Regions from separate parts of the Mus musculus genome. Here all the other regions are linked to region 3. The links are chromatin contacts, called in public HiChIP or PLAC-seq maps. All regions are on one chromosome and are shown on one strand. The core of a region is the stretch at or near the end of the contact, and the rest is flanking DNA. Distances in the headings are between cores, read along the strand shown.

Region 1 (2,700 bases), core at 73-2,572, 520 kb after region 3:
TATGTGAATGCAGTTAACATCTGGGCTTAAGAACCAGTCTGAAAACTTGGGAAAAGAGAACCATCTGAAAGATCTCTAGCATTAGAAAAGAGAGGTGACATGGGGGGGGGTGCACAGTTCTATGGTAGAGCACCCCTGAGGAGTCCCTGACTTGACGTTTTTATCCTCAACCCTGGACCCTTTTCCTACCTCTTCTATCTTACTAGTTGGTAAACGTTTATTTATCGAAAGTACCTTAAACAAGATGCAATGATAACTGAAAGAATGATCAGTAGCTAGTAACTGAAATAGTCTAATGTCTGGGAACTGTGTATCTGCTCTTTGGTAAAACGAGAGAACTTTAAGACCACTTCCAACCCCAACAATACACTTCCTACCTGTTGGGCTTCAGGTAATTCAAACTCATTTTCCTCAATCTTAAACTGGAAATAAGGACTTTGTTGTATGGAAGCTAACTAGTCAGTATTAACCAAGTAACTCCGATATGGTAAGTATGCTGGTGTGGGCCATATTAGCTTTATTATCATCTTTACCATCTTCGCTTTAGCATTGACCACCATCAGATGTCCTGGGATACACAGAAAACAGATGCCCTACAGCAAGTAACAAGGACATTACTTCAACACCCCTGAATCTCACTCTACACAACTTGACAAGGCAGTGGTTAGCCTTATCTGTTGCCATACCTCTATGAGATGACTGTCATAAATTAGTCATGCCTAGCATAGGCCATGGGGTCCCAACATTCAAGACAGCACAGCCTAATTACCTCACCCAAGGAGTTCATGCCTTTGGAATTAGAAAAGTCGGTCTCACTTTGGGACTCCACATACTGACATATTCCTCGCCCCTTTCCTTCCCTGCACCAGGATCTACAAAGTACGAAATTCCTTCCAAGAGCTCACTTGGGCTCCAGGAAAGAAACTACAGTCACCCAGGGGACAGGTGGAGCAGAGTGGTCCGGTTGCTTAGCACCACCAGCTCACACCCCCAGAAGGATCAGAGAGCCATGCTGCTGGGGCTGAAGCTGTCCCATCCCGCAGCCGCTCACACCTTCCGGGACTCGTGGAGCGCAGTTCCCGGTGGCACAGCGGCCCTGCGCGGGGAGGCGGCCCACGTGCCCCCGGGCTACAGGCCGCTCGTCCCCGCCCCGCACTCACCTGTCCGGTGATGCCAGTGATGAGAGCCACCTTCCTGAGCTTGCCCATCTCGCCATCCCCGGAGCCCGGGTAGCTCGGGCACTTAGCGGGAGCTTGAGCCATGTCGCCTCAGGCGGGTGAGCGTGCGGCCGAGAGGAAGGCGGAGTGGAACGAGCCGCGGGCCGGCAGGGACCAGGGTGCGCGCGCCAGTCGTTTCACGGAGCTGCAGCGGCCGCCACGGTCTGACAGGGCGCGCGGGAGGCCGGGCGTGGAGCGAGGGGCGGGCCAGCTTAGTCGGGGCGGGCGGCGCGAGCCGGGCTGAGGCCTGGCTGGCGCCGCGTCACTCGCCCAAGCAGCGACGCGTCAGCAGCGCCCCCGACAGCTCCGCCCCTGCCGGGGTCTCCGCGCTGAGCCACGCCTCTCTGGGGGCGGGGCCTGAGGGCGCCGGGCCCCTGGAAGAGGAAGGATGTAAGTCTGCGGTCAGAGTAGAGGATATGGCCTGCATGGGCCTCGGTCTCCGGGAATCCTCATATCGCCCCATGATGCCAGGAGGAATGACGAGCTGACCTTCTCGGTAGGAAAGAGCTCTGAAATCCAAATCTAGGTATCCAAGGCTGGAGTCATCGACCTTATTAAATTTCTAGAAATCTGCTTCATTGTCTTTGTGAGCAGGTCAGTTTTAACATTTCTCGAAGGCACTAGAGTTTCAAGGCTACTCTAACCTGTGAATCTTCTGTGAACATTAGCAGTTTGCTAATGTTTGGACTAGTTTGGGGGTTCCCGGTAATTCCGTTCAAGGAACAGTATTTACTTCGAGGGCTGGAAGTTTCTGGCCCCGCCCCCATCCTGCATAAGGAAACAATTGACAAAAATCCACAGGTCAGTAAAACCTGTACAAATTTCATGAGGTGGGGTTGTTGCAGTGTCTTTTGAACTTGTTTCTATTTAGTGCATGCACACTGACAGATTCACTGACTGAGAAAGGCTGACAAAGGACTCAGACATAGGGACAAGGGTGTAGGGAAGAAACACACACACATACACACGTACACACATACTGTCCAGCTTATCTCTCCAATAAACATCCTCAAACCGTCTTTCCCTTTGCAAACTGAGCTACTAGGACAGGGCCCAATAGAACCTGCTAGATATGATACAAACCTGTAGTTCCAAAACCAGAGTGCCCAAACTCCTCGGAAACATTCCAAACTTTATACATAGGCTTGTCTGGTTTAATATTTTTACCTTTCCTCTAGCGCATTCTATATGGAAAATGAGACCTAGAAGTTGGGGAAATATATTCCTTAAGGCAAGAAATGTCTAAAATCTAGATGATCTTTAACTATTGATTTAGTTTTATGTAAATATGTTGTAATGTAAGGATAAATAGAAAAAAATGAATACTTAGGAGAGATATGTCCCATTTGTTCTGTAGGTCTGACACCTTCTATCATACTAATGAATACTAGGAATTTATCTGTCTAGTAAAAAATTTAACAGAAAAAAATCATAAAAATCAAATATGTATTGGATGTGCTGAGCTATGGCTTGGTGGTAAAGC
Region 2 (2,700 bases), core at 90-2,589, 980 kb after region 3:
AAATAAAAAGTTTCTACTGTAACTTGCTGTATACTGTTGGGTGGTAAAGTAAATACACACTCAAATTTTGACAAGATTCATAAGTCTTTGCTTTCCCTTAACACATTTAATTTCTGATTATCAGCAATAATCAATTATAATAAAATTTTGATGTTTTTGGTAGCCCCCAGGTACAGGTTGAGAATTCCAGCCTTAGCAACTTAACAAGTCACACTCCTCTCAATCTACCTATATGTATTTAAATATTTTAAAAGATGTATTACATTTATATTTACATGTTTTGCCTGCATGTATGACTGTGCATTACCTAGGTGTAGTGCCCCCAGAGGCCAGAATAAGGAGCCAGATCCTCTGACCTGGTGCTGCAAACTGAAAGAGGAACCTACAATAGCAGCAAGTGCTCTTAACTACTGAGCCACCTCTCCAGCTCCTTTTGCATCTTTCCAAGGAGTAACTTACAGAAAAGCATAATAAAATCATAAGCAGTAATACATGGATGTAGACTACCACACTAACTTTTTAAATTTGCTTTTCAAAAGTAAAAATACAATTTTGTATTATGTAGCCCTGGCTGACTTGGAACTCAAAATGTAGACCACGCTGGCCTCAAACTCTGAGATCCACCTGTCAGTGCCTCCTGAGTACTAGTATTAAAGGTACACAGCACTACACCCAGAGAATATACATTTATAAATGCCTATTGTACTCATTTCCTGCTCCTGTCTGCTGGAAATACCTTTAAGGACTGCCTGCCATCATTTTGTTATTGGGATACAACGGTGATTTTCAGTTTACGACTATTATATCAGCTAGAGATAACTATTAAGCAAGTACTTTGGGCGACAGGTCCTAAAGTAAAATTAAGGGGCACAGGGGAGGGAATCCCTTTTATTGCATTTCCTTGAGCAGCCTTCGGAATTGAACTTTGTCTACCTGTGTAGCTCTTGTGTGTTTATGTCGAAGCCCTTTCTCCAGCTTCCTAGGCACTTCTGGGGTATTTCCACTTCGTTTTAGTTTTATTACAAATATTCTCCCTGATGACAGCATTTCTAGTTCCGCACCCAGAAGGCCAAAATCCTGGAAAGCCAGGTTCCCAAGTTCCCTCCGCTTGGGTTTTACTCGAAGGCGGTTGTTTCCGGTACTGAGCAGGCATGCGCACGCGCACCACGCCTATCCAAGCAGCGCCACAGAAAGGCTCTTCCCAGGGACCGAAGAAGACGAGAGGGCCTGTTGTGACGGAGAACTACATTTCCCAAAGTTCAATGCGAGAAATTGCCGGCGGCGATTGGGGGCATCGGGTTGCGGAGTCTTCTGCCCGCTTTGGACTACACTTCCCGACACGACTCGCGAGGCGTTGCCAGCTGCGGGCCGAGGGCGAGTTGACGCGGGAGCTCAGGACGTGAGGCATGAGCGGCGCCCTCCCTCGGCCCGTGCGTGTCCTGCTCCCTACCCGCGCGAGGGTCGCGCGGCACCGGGCCTAGCGGCGGGCATCGGCGTTCTCAGGGGCAGGTGCAGCCGCACGGGCGCCAGGGAGGGCAGCTGCCACCATGGAGGTGAGCGGGCCGGAAGACGACCCCTTCCTGTCGCAGTTGCACCAGGTGCAGTGCCCAGTGTGCCAGCAGATGATGCCCGCCGCGCACATCAATTCGCACCTGGACCGCTGCCTGCTGCTGCACCCTGCGGGGCACGCGGAGCCAGCGGCCGGCTCTCACCGCGCTGGGGAGCGGGCCAAGGGGCCCTCGCCACCCGGCGCCAAGAGGCGTCGACTGTCGGAGAGCTCGGCGCTGAAGCAGCCCGCCACCCCGACGGCGGCCGAAAGCAGCGAAGGCGAGGGCGAGGAGGGCGATGACGGCGGCGAGACCGAGAGCCGTGAGAGCTACGACGCACCGCCCACGCCCAGCGGTGCGCGCCTTATCCCGGACTTCCCGGTGGCCCGCTCCAGCAGCCCCGCCAGAAAGGGTATGGGGAAGAGACCAGCGGCTGCAGCCGCCGCAGGCAGCGCATCCCCGCGCAGCTGGGATGAGGCGGAGGCGCAGGAGGAGGAGGAGGCGGGGGTGGACGGCGATGGCGACGCGGACGTGGACGGTGAGGACGATCCCGGGCACTGGGATGCGGACGCCGCCGACGCCTCGTTCGGAGTCAGCGCGGGCCGCGCGCATCCCCGGGCGCTGGCGGCGGAGGAGATCCGACAGATGCTGGAGGGCAAGCCGCTGGCTGACAAGATGCGTCCAGACACGCTGCAGGACTACATCGGGCAGAGTAGGGCCGTAGGGCAGGAGACTCTGCTCCGCTCGCTACTGGAGGCCAATGAGATCCCTTCGCTCATCTTGTGGGGCCCGCCAGGTTGCGGTAAGGTGAGTGCTGCTCTTGCTGTTTTTGCCAAGGGCCGCGGAGGTATTCTGAGCCGGGTGCGGTCCTTAGATTCCGGACCCCTCCTCTGGAGAGGGAGGCCTGGGGGCGCGGTCCTGATGCGTGAGCGGAGTTTGTAATACGCAAGCAAGCATGCCATTTCCCCAGATTCCCCAGACCCCTTGTTGGGCGTTTTTCACAAGAAAATGCCCAATTTTCTTGGTTTATGCAGAGATGTGGACAGAGATTTGAGCTATCTTTGTGGTCATATCCATGATTTTTAGTGACCCAATTCCAGGCAGGGGACATGCTGCAAACATTGGGGAAGAAACATTTTGTATGCTCCATTTG
Region 3 (2,700 bases), core at 195-2,694:
TCTTTTCAACAGGGGCTCTCCCAAAGGAACTAAGGACTGTTCCATCCCCAGCTGTGGGTGTGGGTGTGGTCTGGGGCCATAAACTGCCTACATTATAACCTGGAGAAAACATACACAGCAAACTCTGTTAGTGCTGGTTTATAGAAAGATTATTTAATAAGAAAAGAGAAAAACAATCTCAAGACTCCAAAATATAAGTTGTCTAGTGACATAATTTCAAGTAAAATGAGTATGTGATTCAAACTTCTTGATTTCCTGAAACCAGTCAGAGGAGGAGACTTTGACAAAAGCAATGCGGCCTTAGCTCTGGTGTGTCCTGTCCCAGGCTCTACAAACCTCTGTGGCCCAGCTCTGGATACAGGGACAGCACAGGAGGTCGAGGGTCCATGGTTGGCAGGAGTTACTGGACTCTGGTTCCCTGGCTCTGCACTGTCACCATGCCCCTCGAGTCTCTGCAGAGGGGCTCAAGCGTTGGGGTTGGTCCTCATGAGCTCCACGTCGGCCTGCACCATCTCCCTCACCAGCTCCTGCAACCCAAGATTCAGGGTGGACCGTAAGGGCGGAGTTTCTGCCACCCTCTCCTATAACACCTCCTCACAGGGCCCTGAAAGGTCTCCTGTTTGACAACAGCCCGCCAGCAAGAGCTCACAGCTAGCAGCTCTGAGAATATGCACTGGAGACAAAACTTACGTCAAAGGCAACGCGGGGCTTCCAGTTTAGCTTCTGCTGAGCCTTGGAGCAGTCTCCCTGCAGAAAGTCCTGTGGAGAGATGGCAGATGAGCTGTGCATGCATGGGCTTGTCATACCCCTTGCCCAATCTGTCTCATCAGGTACTTACCATCGGGTCAGCTAGGACCTTGCAAGTAAGCATCTCCAACTGCCCACATTCCCTGCCCCACCTTGTCCTAGTGACTCCGATGGCTCTTTCTCTTTCTTTCTTTCTTTCTTTCTTTCTTTCTTTCTTTCTTTCTTTCTTTCTTTCTTTCTTTCTCTTTCTTTCCTTCCTTCCTTCCTTCCTTCCTTCCTTCCTTCCTTCCTTCCTTCCTTCCTTCCTTCCTTCTTTCTTTCTTTCTTTCTTTCTTTCTTTCTTTCTTTCTTTCTTTCTTTCTTTCTTTCTTAGATATTAAGTTGTCAGGAGAACTGCTGTAAGAACTGTTAAGTTACTGCACTTCTCGGCAAGGCCACGGGTAAATCATGCCGGCAGGGGAGTTCCACTGCAGAACAGTAATTCCAGATCCTCGACCGGCAGAACCCTGACTCATCTGCTAGGTCCCTAGAAACTACACTTCCTCAGGCCCCACTACCTACCATCAGTTCTATAGCCTTTGCCCTGTCCCTGGCGCCTGGCCGCCTGGATTCGTAGTAGCGGATCGGATCCCTACCTCCAGTCTCCAGCTTTTGGGACAGCCCAGGCGGGCAGGCAGTTGCAGGCGATCGATCGGCACCACCACAGCGTGGTCAGCCTAGAGAGCAGAGCTTACAGTAGCAGGGGCTGAGCCCTGGCTCTGCTAGGGTAGAGACAGCTCTCTCTGCCAGTCAGCAGGGAACCCACAAGCTCCTAAACCGAAACCTCCTTTTCGCAGCCACACTAAAGGGTCTGTTCTACTCTTATCTTTCTTCCTTAGAATATGGGGATTTTTTTTCTCGACTCATGGGACAAACTTGCAAATCTCAGTTTGAAACTCTGCATTAGAGGCCATGTACCCCTGTCGGTCTAGACCCTTTCTCTAGCTTTTCACCTCTCTCTGCCTGCTATTTACAGGTCCACTTTCAGAGAAGAGTGCTGACAACCACTGACACGGCCCAGGAGTGGGCCTTAACATACAGCACAGAGCCAAGCCTAATCGGCTTGCTCGGCTCTGACTTTACCGGGGGAAACACATGTGGATTCAGGCTTCCTGGAGAATTCTAGCAAGAGAAGTTCACAATTATTCATTTAAGAGGTTTCCTTGGAAAGAAGACTGGCAACAAACAAGAAACAGAAGAGAAGAAAATCCTCTATCTTGGCCCTCACTCACAGTTCTTTATTGCAGGTCTCAAGACTAGTGGGAATTTCAAGATAAGATGAAAGGGAAGAGAGGAAAGGAAGAAAAAAGCAGGGAACTCCAGTTAGGTCTATTCGTATGAGGATACCATATGAATATGCCAAGACTCAAAATAACCAGGGACTGGGCAGGAAGGGAGGGGGGAGGTGATCTTTATAGTGATAAGTATTACATTAAGGCACTTTATTTTAGCAGTACACTATTGGACAAGTGAACCATCCCTCTGAGTGACAGCCACCGATAATCGTAACCATGCTGCAGTAAAAGGCTTCTCCTGCTCTCAGTCTCCTGAACTCGGCAGGCAAAGGCATTTTATTCTGGATTTCAGATGGGTAGGCTGGGGTTAGGTATAAGCTATCTGTGTGTGCACACAATGTGCTCACCTGGGCCTTCCAAGCAGAGGCGGTCTGGATTCCCTTTCCCAGCCTGACTCTTACTCAAGCAGAGGACATTCAGGGACTCTCCTTCTCAATCATCCAGCATTGCTTTTTAGGCTTGAATAAATCAAATTCCCAAAGGCTTTGCATTTCACAATATGCTGAAGTACCCACTTCCTCCCCAGAGTGTTCACCAGAGTGAAGCAAGTTATTTCTGCAGGCCTAAAAGCCCATTTCCAGACTCCCCAGGAAAGGTAGGATACCAGAATTAGTAATTT

What was found. HiChIP or PLAC-seq counts read pairs in DNA pulled down with a chosen protein or histone mark.
Region 1: an H3K4me3 HiChIP or PLAC-seq map of craniofacial prominence shows a contact between it and region 3, with 4 times the contacts expected there. The contact joins the promoter of Gmds here to the enhancer-like site in region 3. A contact is called at or near these places in 2 of 39 promoter capture datasets (hippocampal neurons and pre-B cells), 2 of 484 Hi-C or Micro-C datasets (bone marrow-derived macrophages and hematopoietic stem and progenitor cells), 11 of 115 datasets of contacts at active chromatin or transcription factors (the 230-238 cell line, astrocytes, bone marrow-derived macrophages and 8 more) and 1 of 9 other capture datasets (pancreatic islet).
Region 2: a contact with region 3 is called in a FOXA1 HiChIP or PLAC-seq map of pancreatic cancer cells. The contact joins the promoter of Wrnip1 here to the enhancer-like site in region 3. A contact is called at or near these places in 7 of 39 promoter capture datasets (the C10 cell line, the HPC-7 cell line, cranial neural crest and 4 more), 1 of 484 Hi-C or Micro-C datasets (pre-megakaryocyte-erythroid progenitors), 8 of 115 datasets of contacts at active chromatin or transcription factors (embryonic forebrain, embryonic hindbrain, embryonic stem cells and 3 more) and 2 of 9 other capture datasets (adipose tissue and macrophages).

Annotation. Positions count from the first base shown.
Region 1 is chr13:32,337,222-32,339,921 of GRCm38.p6, forward strand. It overlaps Gmds (GDP-mannose 4, 6-dehydratase), which reads right to left and starts at 1,323. Exons shown (of 11, transcript NM_146041.2): 1 at 1,161-1,323. The coding sequence starts at 1,262.
Region 2 is chr13:32,800,691-32,803,390 of GRCm38.p6, forward strand. It overlaps Wrnip1 (Werner helicase interacting protein 1), which reads left to right and starts at 1,340. Exons shown (of 7, transcript NM_030215.3): 1 at 1,340-2,354. The coding sequence starts at 1,548. It also overlaps a transcript of Mylk4 not described here.
Region 3 is chr13:31,819,452-31,822,151 of GRCm38.p6, forward strand. Gmds (GDP-mannose 4, 6-dehydratase) reads right to left here. Exons shown (of 11, transcript NM_146041.2): 10 at 691-759; 11 at 135-527. The coding sequence ends at 465. Among named protein-coding and RNA genes, the nearest start is that of Foxc1, 14 kb to the left of the region's middle. Within about 2 kb of position 1,445, at least 118 of the 459 cell types and tissues checked have an H3K27ac peak or open chromatin away from gene starts, as enhancers often do. A contact at or near this core is called in adipose tissue, astrocytes, craniofacial prominence and 5 more, where this site is marked.